Linked DNA regions of Zea mays: region 2 is linked to region 1. Evidence: chromatin contacts called from public Hi-C data. All regions are on one chromosome and are shown on one strand. Each heading gives the region's core, a stretch centred on a gene start, on an enhancer-like site or on the middle of the called end of the contact. The rest is flanking DNA. Distances are from core to core; before and after follow the strand shown.

Region 1 (6,785 bases), core at 760-3,259:
TCCATATTTCATACATCACCACATCGGAAGCACTCATCTATGAACCATTATCCATTCATCCATCCATCAGAAAAGAAATCAGTACTTGGGACCAATATAAGAAATGGAGTCTGCCGAGTTTGATGGTCGACTCTGCCTCAACTCATTCATACAAACATGACATGTGTACACGTATGAAATACACATGGGTAATCGGGTTCGGATTATTGCTTCCCAAACCCATACCCGTTTACCCAATGGGTAGAGATTTTGTCCCATATCCATACCCATGGGGACAATTTTTGTACCATACCCGTACCCTAATAGGGGAATTCCCCACGGGTTATCGGGTATCGGGTCCCCATTGACATTTCTAGGTGTGACGGTTAATGCTCAGTTGCAACCAGAAATGTTTGTTTTGCAAAGTTATCAAAAAAAAAACGGTGAGATCGGAGTAAAAACGTCGTTTACGTACCCTGCCACAGGAGGGTCAGCCCATAGTACCACTGTACGTACGTTCTGATGTTTTACTGAAATTAAATTCCTCGGATCTCTAGAGTGACGTGCATGGACGTTTCCAATCTCTTGAGGGCCCACATTTAATTGTTCTTCGGATGGTTCGAAGCCGGAGGATCAGACCAAAGACGTCGTTTCGTTACCCTGGCCAGAGGGGTACGTACGTATTAGGTATTTAGGTCAATCTGACAATACTTGTTTTGTTGCAAGTCCGCGACCTGGGCCTGAGGGAAACGGACTTTCTTGCCGCAGCGACGTACTCCATTCGGTGCCTCTGTTTGCCGCGGCGACCAGGTCCACGCGACCGGGAGCCCCTGACCTGGTTTAGTGGACTGTTCTGTTAATTTTTTTGTCTTAAAGAAAAAAAAATACTGTGCTGCTAGCGTTCTACTTCTATGGATAGCCTGGCCCGCCGGTAGTAGTATTCCACGGACCACGGAAGGGAAGGCTCCACGTACACCCTGCCCGCCTTCCCCGCGTGACGGCCGGCGTCCCCCGCGCGCACTCAACAACGACGAGGCCAAGCTTATCCAGACGGACGGACGCGGATGCAGCGGACCCAGACCCAGGCAGCCAACAACCGGAGAGATAAAGAGAGAGGTTGATCCGGACAAGATCGTGAGTGGCCTCCACAGTTTGGGCAAAATCCAGTTGTCTCCATTCCTCCTGCCATGTTTATCCATCCAAGAAATCCAAACTGGACACTCGCATGCATCCCATCATCTGCAATTCTATGTACACAGTACACGTACAAGAGAAAGAGAGAGCCTTTTTCCCTGGATGATGGTGATGATCCATGGACCAGGCTCCCAAAACTAGTCCTGATCCAGCGCTCCAACCTCCCGGCTCTGCTCTGGTCTTGTTCTAGTTAACCGCCGGTCCAAATTTTTTTATTATTATTACTACGATGCTAGTACTATACTGTTACTACTAGTGCCGCTAGGCTAGCTCTACACGGTACGGTGGCAAGTCGGCGGCGGGTCTATAGGTGGCCGTTGTCGCCGGGGCGGTCGCCGGCCACGGAGACGGCGGAGAGGCGGCTAGGGCGGGGCCGGCCGGCGCCGGCGCCGACGCGGCGGCGGTGCTGCGCCGTGGTGGCCGCGAGCGCGCGGCGCGCGCACTGGCCGCCCTCCACGGCGCCGATCCGCACCAGCGCGCTGCCCATCCGCCTGCCCGCCGCGCACAGACGGCTGGTGGTGGTCAGGGGCGGCGGCGGCGGCTTCGTCGCGCGCTCCTTGTGCAGGCTGCAGCGGAACGAGCCCGGGTGGCTGGTCGGCGAGCACATGCAGGTCCGTCGGCCCCGCGACGACGACGAGACGCTGACGCTGACGGACTGCCCGGCGCCGGAGAGCGAGACGCGCGTGGGCGAGGCGTAGCGGTAGTGCGCGGCCGAGAGGACGGGGCCGCTCGGCCTCCTGGTGGTGGTCGCAGCAGTCGCCATGAGAGGTGGCGGCGAGTTGGGTGGGGTGGAGTGGAGCTCCCAATTGGGCTGCTGCTTTCGTTTCTGCAAACTTGAGGGGCGCGCGGTGCAGAGGCTATTTATAACTGGGCTGACCTGGTCTGGGTTGGGGTTAGGTTGAGCTAAACTGTGGTTAGGAGCTGCGAAAGCGGTGGGCGGGCGGCCATGGACACCGGAAAGCTAGATGTGGCCCGGTCCCCGGTTCGACGGAGGTAGGGTAACGACCACCCATGGGGGTGGGGCAGGCTGGTGGTGGAATCCGACGTGACGCGCGAACGAACGACCAGGAGAGCTGGAGCTGGAGCTGGAGATGACGATTCCGCCCATAGGAATAGGATCCATCCGATTCCGCATTGTGTGCGGGTAGAGAGAACAGGAACTGATTTGTGGCGCTCGGCTCGGCTGGCCCACTGGCATGTGGCATGTATGCCACCAACTGATTTGTGCGTGGGCAGGAATGATATAGTACTCCGTATCTGTGGATCCGCAATCGCATGGGCCTTTGTGTCCGTTGAATTAGCGGCTTCATGCTTCCGTTATAGTTTAATCCTGGGGGTTAACCCTAGAATAGAACAATAACTCTGTGTCGCCGTTCCCCATCCCTTTTGGCGGCCAATCCTTATCTCGTACGTACTACATTGATCATCCCGGGGGCAGGGCCGGGGCCGCGTGACCACACGTGTCGGACGCATGCCCCATCCAAACCCACGGGCGCGGCGCTGCGGGTGCGTGGCGCCCCCGCCAGCCGCCATGGACGGGGGACAAGGCCGGCGCGGACAGCGCATGGGCACTGCTGTTTTTTTACTGCTCGCCTGTACCGGCGTGCCGTCTAGATATGGGACACCTCACACCTGTGGCCCTGTCCATCTGCATGCAACGACCGTTGCTTCATTATAAGCTACTAGTACTAACGTCGTCCTGATATTTGTTAACTGTACAATGCTACAAGCACTGCATATTCTTTGGGGGGTGGTGGCGTGCATGTATCTCGAATCCACCAGCTGATTGGGTGAGCGACTAATCAAACCGCCTGCTTTTTATTGATTGGCGCATGCACAGCCTAACTAGCTGTGTCTGTATAATACTGTGCGAGAACCGCATCGTCGGCCAGCGTGGCGCTCTGTGTATCTCGTTTGTCTTGTGAGATTCTTCTGTTTGCATTTATACAAACCACGCGCGCGGCGCCTAACGACTACGTATGTGGAGACCAGTGCGCGCGTGCTCCCATACTTTGGTCTCCGCTTAGACTAGAACAATTAGAATACAAGGGATTACATAAACACTGATGTTCGGTGATGCAAAATATCTTTACAACTATTAAGAGCCATTTGTAGACTGCCCCCGCTCTCCACTGCCTCCCGCGACGGATCCCGCGCGCGCACACGATCCCGCAAGCGCCAGGCAAACTACCCCGCCGACCTCCCGATCCCCTACCTTCCGATCCCTCCCGATCCCTACCTCCAGCGGATCCCGCGCGCGCGCCCGCCCGCTCGCGCCCGCTCGCGCCTGCTTCCAGTCGACCGGGGTCCGGCCCAGGCCGCACTGGATCACCACTGAATACGGCGGATATGTAAGCGTCGTTTTCAGAGTTTCAGTAGTGTACGTACAAGCCCTTCACTGGAAACTTCCTGCAGAGAATCGACAAGGTGCTCAAGAGGTTCAGGAGCAACATCATCTTCTCCAACGGAATGCGAGACCCGTGGAGCCGAGGCGGGTAGGTCCATCTGTCCGTCTCAGTTTCGGTCTCCATCGCTTCATATATATATAGTTTCGGTCTCTGTCTCTGATGGCGTATGGGTTTACTGTTCTACGACAACCAGGGTGCTCAAGAACATCTCGTCCAGCATCGTTGCCCTTGTCATGGAGAAAGGTGAGCATGGAAACCTCAGGAGGAGGAAGAAGAAGAAAAAAAATGTAAGATCGTTGTGGCATTTTTCGCTGTTCACTTACGTGCAGTTACTTGCCATCACTTCTGTGGTCAGGGGCGCATCATCTGGACCTCAGATTCGCGACCGATGAGGATCCGGACTGGGTTACAGAACAGAGGAGGCAAGAAGTTGAGATCATAGAGGGATGGATAGACCAGTATCATCGAGACATGGCGCAAGTATCCTAAAGGTGCTGTGTTGCAGATTTACAGTTACAGTCAAGACAAGTTCACGTCTGGTCTATGAAAAAGAAAACATAAAAAGGAAAAGTTCCTTTATAGCGCACAGGACAATCACAGGGACATTAAGATGATAAAAGGTGAAAAGCCAGTCCAGTTGTTTCACTTATCAACATAAGCTGTAAAACTTGAACACTCTTGGACGAATCATGAATGAATTTTTACACGATGTTCAGTGTTTTTTTCTCCCCTTCCTAGCCCCCAATTTTTTTTTCTATTTTCTTCCTTAGTATATATGTAGCATATATATGAAAAAAGGGGGAACAAAGATCAGGTGTTCCTAAAGCCTTGACTCTTGAGCACCCAAATTCATTTCACACCTTCGTTATAGTAATCCATACTGTACTGGTTACGGCTGAGTTATGTACACTATAGTTGTGTTAATTCTTTCAGAGTAATTCCTGAGTAGTAAAGATGATGTACCTAAAAGTTTGTTTGCTGACTCCACTAAAATACCATACTTTTTGCAACACTAAAATTTGGGTGTTAAACATGTTTGAAAAAAAACCGATTCTTTATTTCACGCATGCTCACAAATTCGGTTGCTGGATAGACTAGGAGACATTGGATATGGTCATATGGATCCTGCAGGGTGTCCAAAATCTCTACTAACTAATAAGAGGAGATTGTAGACTGCTCCCGCCTCCTACCCCGCCTGCCAGCCGCTAACCCCGCCGCTAAGCGCCCGCCACGACCGCTCCGCGCGAACCCCGCCGCGAAGCGCCCGCCCGCCCAGCTCTACCAACCCTTCTCCGTTCGCCCTGGCCTCAGCGCCGCATCCTCCGACGCATGGCAATCTGCCCCCCCCGACCCACCGAGACAACCGCTCGCGATGTCCTCCCTACCGAGACAGCCGCCGGGACGTACACCCAGCCGCCTCCCCCACAGCCCACCTACACCATCGAGATTGTCGTCGTCCTCGCGTCCGCCTACCCATCCCGTTGTGCCCTTGGGCCTGGATCTGGGCCGACGAACAACAGATCCCGATCGCGCGCGCAGCGCCGCAGTCGTCGATCGCAGCGGCAGCCACCTAGCCGGAGGATTGAGCCCCGCCGCTGCTGCCGTCCGTGGAATGGACTGGCTGCCGACGAGCTGAGCCGCCCGTGGAATGGAACTGGTAGCCGCCTCCTCCTCCGCCGCCACCAGTGTGACTCGCTGCTTGACTCATGTGTCGACGGTGTGATTTACAGTCGCCGTAAGGCCGCCTGAGGAGGAAGCTCGGTCAGTGCCAGTGACTCCACATCTTAGCCAGAAGTCCAGTCCTGGCAGCAGCCTCGCCGAGAGGATGCAGGCAAGAGCTGGATTCATGGTGCCGAAGCTCAACATGCCCTTCAGCACAGCAGCTGGAGCTGACAATTCAGTACCCGAAGTTCCATCGCCCTACCTCACCATCCCGCCTGGCCTGAGCCCAGCTACGCTGCTGGAGTCACCAGTCTTCATTTCTAATTCCATGGCATGTGCTCTTCTCTAGGTTATGATAGGGTGTGGATGCGTTATCAGAATCAGTATTGCTTTCGTCTATGGATGTTAAACTGGGAGTTCAAGAATGCTTGCTTTAATAAACTTTTGACCTCTCCAGGGGAGTTCGTGAAAGCTCTACTTCAGTTCCATGATGATCAGTTCTGCCTTGTTTTGTAGCATCCAGTCTCTTCTTTCCAAACAGGCTTCTGTTTGTTTTCTCAAAAGCAGAAAAATAGTATCGTACCATTCAAATATTTCAAAGTTTTCTTGAAAGCAGGAATATGATGATCAATCTCTTTTCATTCCATAGTTATATGGCAATGTATGCCCCACACTTCAGGTCCAAACTTCCCCCTTATGTACTACTTGGAACTCCAATATAACAGCTGTTAATGTTGTCAAAGCTGGATAGGAATTTCATGTGTTTGCTCTGTTCATATTCATATCTGTATTTTGAATCATCATGTTATTTCATATGTAAATTAACTAAGGAGGTATCACCTAGGACAATTATTTTAATAAACTCTGATACTGAAGCTATTTCGTACCTGACAGCAATGTTTTTTTGGTTTCCTTGCAATTCTTCAGGACCAGGGCTCGCCAATCACGGGGACACTATTCATGTTTGGTAGCACAAATGACAATGATCCTATTAGATTTGGAGGTGGTCCTCCTTCAGTTGGAGATGGCCCTAATGCTTTTCCTTTCAAGCCCTTAGATCCGAAATCCTCACACTACACTGTTGAAGCAATGAAGCTTACGAGTACTTTTTCTTTGGATCTTTTGAATCAATTACAAGGTAATTCATTTAAAAATCGCAGTAACACACGTGTACCTAAATATCATATATAAAAGTCTGCATGGTATTGATGTTTGCAATGTAGTGGTGAAACAACTAGATTAAAATAACAAAATTTATGTATGGATAGGATCACAAATGTATTAAGAAACATTTCTCATAATAGTATCATGATATTATGTGTTTCCGTTGCAACGCACGGGCACTCCCCTAGTATATATAATATGAGCTAGGTGTTAGAATCTATACTGTCTAGGATCGATTCCTAAGTCCCTAGAATACCAATCCGTAACTGAAAGTAAAACCTTGATGACGTGTAAATCTGATCTACTTATCTACTGAGAGGAATGAGAAAACACACCTTGTTGTTGCTGTGGCTATCTTCATACCGTAGCCCTGCAGAG
Region 2 (6,549 bases), core at 791-3,290, 250 kb before region 1:
TTTCGAACAGAGGACAGAGCAACGGGCACCAGCGTCAGCGTGTGGGAGGATTTTCGGTACGGGCCTGTGGGAGCCTCCCGGAGGTCAGGTTTTTAAAAATTCATTTGATTGATTTTATCTCCAGCATGTGGGCCGAGTCGAGTCGGACTAGTTCTTACGGCCCAGTACATGGAGCATGCGACCACAGACCGCTTTGTTCTAGATGTCTTTTTTTTAGAAAAAAATATACAGTATATCCGTACTCTACACTCTACAGTCGGACAGCATAAAATTCATCTAGATTAATCTAATTCTTATTGGATCTTGAAAATTGGAAATGGTTTTTTTCTGCATATTTGAAATCGAATGAGATAGGCAACAGCAACCGGAGGATCTCTGTACACAGCACAGGAATGGACAGCAGAAGAAGAAGAAAAGAAGGCACCTGAAGAGAAGGGAGGAACATAGACGATGGCAGCAGAGTAGGAGACAGGAGCACAAGGGATGCTTGAGCTATGTCCCACGAACCACACACACATCATGCATGATTAATTCCTCCCTGTCCCTCTCACAACCCTCGACCGACGTACGCACATGTTGTCCTTGAGAGCCCAGAAATAAGAAACTGCGCGCGAGTATGGGCGTATGGCATAGCATGGTAGCAAGACCGCAGGAGCAACGGTTCATTCTCAGGAGAGCAGTTCCTTAACGTGCGGTAGCTGCCAGGTGGGCCAGGCCCACACACACACGCGAAGCAGCCTTGGCCCTTGGCGGTGGTGCACTGGTGCTGGTGCAGCAGGACACTCGGATCCCTGAGTCCTGTGCAGGAAACATGGGAGAGACGAGATGGCATGGCCTCAGCAGGGGTCACGGCCTCATGGGTGCTGACCGCTGCTGTCATGTTTTGCACGCACGCGGCCTTTAAATTTGCAAGAATGAGAATGCTCGATTACATATATATACTTATACGTACAGCTACAGCTATACACGTGGCGTACACAAATCAGGCTCCTACGCACGCTGCAGCGGCTGAGCGATACTACGCACGTCGGCACGAGTACAAAGAAGAGCGCGAGCGCGACGCATGGTGCAAGTGCAAGAACAAGAACAGAGGAGAGGTGGAGCGGAGCGCGGCGGTGACGGGCCGGCCGGGGGCGCTAGCCAGTCGCTAGGCAGGTCGCGTCGCGGCTAGCCTAGCACTAGCAGCAAATCTCCATGGAGAAGTCGGAGTCCAGCAGTTCCTCGATCATCTGCTCCACGTGCTGCTCCTCCAGGGACCTACCGCCGCCGCCCCACTGCGTGGCCGGCGGCGTCGGAGGCGTCGCGGGCGCGGAGGTTGCTGCTGCTGCCGCCGCCGCCGCCGCCGCCTCTCTCTGCCGCTGCGCGGCCTGCACGGACGCCAGGTTGAACCGGTGCAGCTTGTCGACGAGCGCCGCGGAGAGGAACGACGGCGGCGGGCCGTTGGCGTCGGCGGGGAAGTTGGTGCGCGCGCGGGGCCCGCACATGATCCGCGCCGCCTCGTCGTAGGCGCGCGCCGCGTCCTCCGCCGTCTCGAAGGTGCCCAGCCATATCCGCGCCTTCCTGCATGCAAATCAACAGCCCCAGCCGGGCGCGGTCAGCTCCGGGAACGGGACGATGCGAGGTGAGGAACAGGGGCGGCGCGCGTAGCGTAGCGTAGGTGGCCGTGGCCTATACTATACGCTGCTGGGCTAAGCTAGCTACGTACAGGAGAGGGTGGCGGATCTCGGAGACCCAGGAGCCCCAGTGGCGCTGCCGCACGCCGCGGTACCGTTGCTGCGGCCTGGCCATCGTCGCCTTCGGTCGTCGTCGACGGTGGCGGCAGTGCAACTACCTGGTCGTCCGGCGATGGAGCCTCGTACTCGTGCTCGTGCCCGCGCGCGCTGGAGGGGTGCGGGTGCGGCACAGCGGCAGGGGAGTGTGTGCGAGACATTCGCCATTCGCGGGATATGGAAGGGGCGCCTATAAATAGGAGAGAGATGGGGAAATTTGGAATCTACACGACGCCCGGAGAAAGGCTACCACCAGGCGGGTCCCACGAGCACGGCCCCGCCTCGTGCCGTCATTGATCTCATTCTCAGCGTGGTGGTCGGCTGGTGCTGGACTGCTGGCTCCACTGGTCACTGCTCGCCTTCTTCTTCGTCCTCTCCCCCTCGCAAATCCGGAAGGCAGCGAGCGTCACGGTTGCTCCCTTCTTTAGGCTTTGTTCGTTTATGTCAGATTGATGGGTCGGAATAAATCCTAGCTAAATTGTTTCTCTAATTTATATAAACTTTGATTAATTGGAACGATTCCGTGTGCAATCCGACGTAAACGAACAAGACCTTAACAAAAGTCTTATGCGTCGCAAAAAAATAAAAAAACGTTTCATGCTTACACCAATTGTTTTAAAAAAATAATTAAGATCATAAAAAAACAACATCAATATTTGTATCTCCAATAAAACTTATTAAAAATAATTCTACAGTCGATTAAATAATAATAATTTTTAGTATCATAAATGTTTGTTTTTTATTGTTTTCATATATTCCATTGAATCAAAAATCGTTTGGCTCCTCAAGGAGGGAAACGTGAGGTTTGCATTCCGGAGGTGGTAGTACTCGTGTGTGTGTGTGTGTGTGTGTTTCGTGAACTGGTCGTCCAGCTGTGCGGATCGAGTTGAGCTTTTAGGCACAGCAACTCATCTGGTCGATTGATGCAGATCGCACATCATCCGAAGGATTTGATGCTCTCTCTAGTCTCTACCAATCAGCCGATCGAGAGCATAGCAAAGCAAAAACAAAAGCAGTGGGCGACGCAGCAGGGCGCCAGGGCCGCAGCCCTGTTGATTGCTGCGCTAGCGCTAGCTACTAGCTAGCTGGTACTACTAGCAAGCTGACCTTTCGCCGTAGAGACAAGGGGGCATGCAGGAGATTGGTCCTGGCACTCCCAGTGGCCAGCGGCGTCGGCCGGGCCGGGGGGGAACGTGCACCGGTGCAAGTCAGACAACGCAAGGCCACATGGAACCCGGGCACATGAGATGCCGGCCGGGGTGTTGCGGGTGGTGGGGACGTGGGGTGGGGCCGTGGGGGTGAAACCCCGAATTCTCTGGTGCGTGCGTGCTATGCTATCCGCGGATTAGATTACCTGCTAGCTAGCTACTTGTACTGAGCAGCATATATACATGCATGCACAAGACACATCACATGTGACCACCATCGATCAGTCGTCCTATATATGGGCAGTATAGCTAGCTAGAGATCGATCCTGTGCTAAAGTTGATGGATGGACGGAGATAGGACTACTAGGGAGCGATTGGGGTGTGGCCGTATCATGTATGCCGTCAAGAGGAGCGGACGACGACATGACGATCCTGTGCCGTTCGTAGGAACAGCACGCGTACACCTACGCCTACTAGTACATGGTGCCCGTGTGCATTGATCCGCTCGAGCTCGAAGAGACATGCATGGCCACGGCGGCCGTCGTGTGCATGTGTGTGCAGGCAGAACCAGATGAAAGATAGCACATGGCGGTACTCGGATGCCATGCCGGCCGGGCGGCCAGCCGACAAGGCGGTGACGCTAGCGCAGGCGGCGGGCGTAGAGGGCCAGCGCCAATTTCTTCCACGTCGGCCTTGGGAAGAAGAGCAAGGGGGGGGGGGGGGGGGGGGGGGTTGGGGGTTGGATTGGCGTGCGTGCAAGTGTAGGTGACCGGTGACAGCTAGTGAGTGTCAGCATGTGCGGTCTGTAGTGCGCATGAGACGCGCGCGCGCCCATTGGTTTCGTCAGCGCAAGCAGTCCTACGCCTACGCCTACGCCCACGCCCACGCCCCGCGCAGCGCCGCAGCCCGCAGAGTAGAGTAGGCTCAGATACCTGCGAGCCTACGGCTGACTCTAGGCGTATTTAGTTGTAGTGTCATACTTGTTCGAACTTAAGAACTAATCTTACATAAAAAAAATGTTAAATAAAATATGCAAATTAGACTGTCAACGAAACAAGCCCTGTCTCTCGTTCCCGCTGCGCAGCGCTAACGGTCTCAGATGCGTAGCTAGTGCTCCCTCTGTTTCGTTTTAGTTGTCGCTGAATAATACAAAATTAAACTATCCAACGACGACTAAAAAGAAACGAAGGGAGTAACTATTTAGACCACAGGACTAAAATAAAGGGCCTGTTTAAATTCTAGTTACTAAAGCAAAAGTGAATGAAGTTCTATCATTTAGGAGATAAAGATCCAAACAAGAACAACTGAAAGTGACTAAATTATTACTTTTTTTGCTATTTTGTCGCTTTTAGCTCTTTCTGCCAAATAACTAAACTTGAGTCATTTTTTTGGTTTTAGCTCATGAGATCCAAACAAGCCCTTGTTTGGGAGCTATGTTTCTCAAAACCACGATTTATAATACCATACTTTATTGTATGTCATGACATAATTATGGTATATTTTACATCAATTCAATTCAACACCTGTTTGAAGACACAATATCTTATTATTTTAGTTGCGGTGTACGAGAAGAAAAGACATTAGTTGTGTGCAAGAATAAAAAAACTTTGTCCACACCAAAAAAAATTGACCCCAAAAATACTATGGTATTGGTAAAATCATGATTTAAAAATACAATTTTTTAGGTGCGCTCTCAAACACTTTTTGGTCTAAAATACAATGGTATGCTCAAAATTCAAATAACACAGTATTGCCTTGGAACTAAGGAAATACTATGTTCCTAAACAGGTCCTTAATTTTATTTTACTCTTGTTGAAGCTGCAGCATTGAAAACGGTGTGATGAGACCATTCTTGATGGGATTTTTGTCTCGTTACCCCTCGTTTGGGACCAAGGGTAATGTAAGGGATTGAGATGTCTAAATCACTTATTATTCGAAATTGAATAGTAAATGATTTGAGCCCTCTCAATCTCCTCTATTACCCTTGCTTTCAAACAAGCCTTTAGAGCTGATTTGATGATCATATAGGTGAAAGAGATAATGAGGTAATAACCTCTTACTATTCAATTTTTAATAGCAAGAGAATTCTTTTCAAAGATACCCTCCATTTCCATGCCATCAAACTAGCTCTCATGCAATGTTTGTCCAAGCGTGAGCTCGGTACAAGGACGGTTTTCAAGATAGTTTTGCACATCATTGCCTAGCAGTTGTTGCTAAGTACTAGCACGTACTAGTAGTTTGCAGGAGCCGGATTTGCGATGTTTTTTTGCGCGGCCGGCCAAACGCAGTCATTAGCCCTCGCCCGCGATCCGCATTTCGTGGGATCGTATTTTGACACAGGGTGACACGCAATGATTGGGACAAGATCGTCTTAGGATGCCATGAGCTCGTTCAACTCGACAGCAACCCCGTACTGTACGTGGCCAGCACTTGGATTTATATTTTCAGGAGAGAAAAAATGATATGCCAGTCAAACCCTCCCTGCCGTATATTGTTGCTTTTGTTTTCTTCCGCGGTGGTGCTTTTTTCCCGCTGTATTCCATTCCAGAGGCGACTTAACGAGCGAGCTGAAGAAGCTCATCCCAGCTGATCGGCGCACCCAACCAATGCAAGAGAAACTGCTACCGTCCATCCGGTAAATAATTTGCCGGCTTTAGCATATATTAGGTTGCAAACGAGGTGACTAATAAATTAGCTAATTGTTAACAAGAGAGTTAGCAAATCATTTGTCCATCAGTTAATTGACCTTGCTAGTATGTGCTAATAGAGTCTTTGCTATTGTTAACATGTACAGGCAAACAATCAGCCATGAAGATCACAGGGGGGCCCTATATCTAGATCCTGGTGCAATTAATTCGCGATGAAACCTGCATGCATATGCCTTGCGGCTTGCCTTGCCTTATCCAGCGCCGACGGCTAGCTTGCTGACGAGATGAGATGAGATGAAATTAAAGTGCAAAGCAAGCATGGCAGGTGGCAGCTAGGCGCCATGGATCATGGCAGACAGCACGTAGAACGCCCATGTGGCCGTGATCGGGTGATCGATCGCGACCTGTTATCTCATGTGTAGTGTATCTGGGCACTGGCCGGGCAGCATGCATGATGCATGCAGCTTAATTAGAACGCGCGCGAACGAGATGTCAATCATGGGGATCACTCCTGCGAAATGCTCAGCGGACGACGAAGCCGCTAGCGCTGCTGCCACGTACGCATGTGTGGCATGCATGTCGGTACGTATTCGCCGAATCCCGGTCGGTTCATCAACGGAGGAGCTCCATCCCGCCTGGTGGTGGTGGTGGTCGTCGTCGGCATCGTCCAGCGGCTCTGTGGTGTCCGAACGGCTGGACTTCCGGCGGCGACGACGACCGGCGAGAGCGCGCGCGCGGGACAGCGTCCGGAACCCCCATGTGGCGGCCACGGGATAATAAGCTGCATGTCCGTGACGGCGACGTTCGTGTGTAGGATGCCGACCATGTCCCGTAGGATCCTGGCACCCTGCATCATCAGGTGCAGCTTTCTCTGTGCCTGCCTGATGCATGCATCTAGCTCATCCGGCCGGGGGTCTTCAGTCTCCAGTCTCCACGACGCGGTTTGCTTGCTCTCTTTGGGGGCTGGATTGGGTCGGAGAGAGA

Evidence for each region. A called contact is a pair of places that touch in the nucleus more often than the background predicts.
Region 2: a contact with region 1 is called in a Hi-C map of endosperm, with 1.9 times the contacts expected there. The contact joins the promoter of LOC103654172 here to the promoter of LOC100280984 in region 1. A contact is called at or near these places in 3 of 25 Hi-C or Micro-C datasets (bundle sheath, endosperm and tassel).

The regions. Positions count from the first base shown.
Region 1 is chr4:178,623,420-178,630,204 of Zm-B73-REFERENCE-NAM-5.0, reverse strand. It overlaps LOC100280984 (serine-rich protein), which reads right to left and starts at 2,009. Exons shown (of 1, transcript NM_001153904.2): 1 at 1,178-2,009. The coding sequence starts at 1,936. The coding sequence ends at 1,478. LOC109946069 (a long non-coding RNA gene) reads left to right here and starts at 3,779. Exons shown (of 2, transcript XR_002269216.2): 1 at 3,779-3,824; 2 at 3,937-4,296.
Region 2 is chr4:178,875,320-178,881,868 of Zm-B73-REFERENCE-NAM-5.0, reverse strand. LOC103654172 (ethylene-responsive transcription factor ERF003) reads right to left here and starts at 2,040. Exons shown (of 2, transcript XM_008680995.4): 1 at 1,706-2,040; 2 at 832-1,560. The coding sequence starts at 1,788. The coding sequence ends at 1,179. It overlaps LOC100274234, which reads right to left and starts at 56. Exons shown (of 7, transcript NM_001148604.1): 1 at 1-56.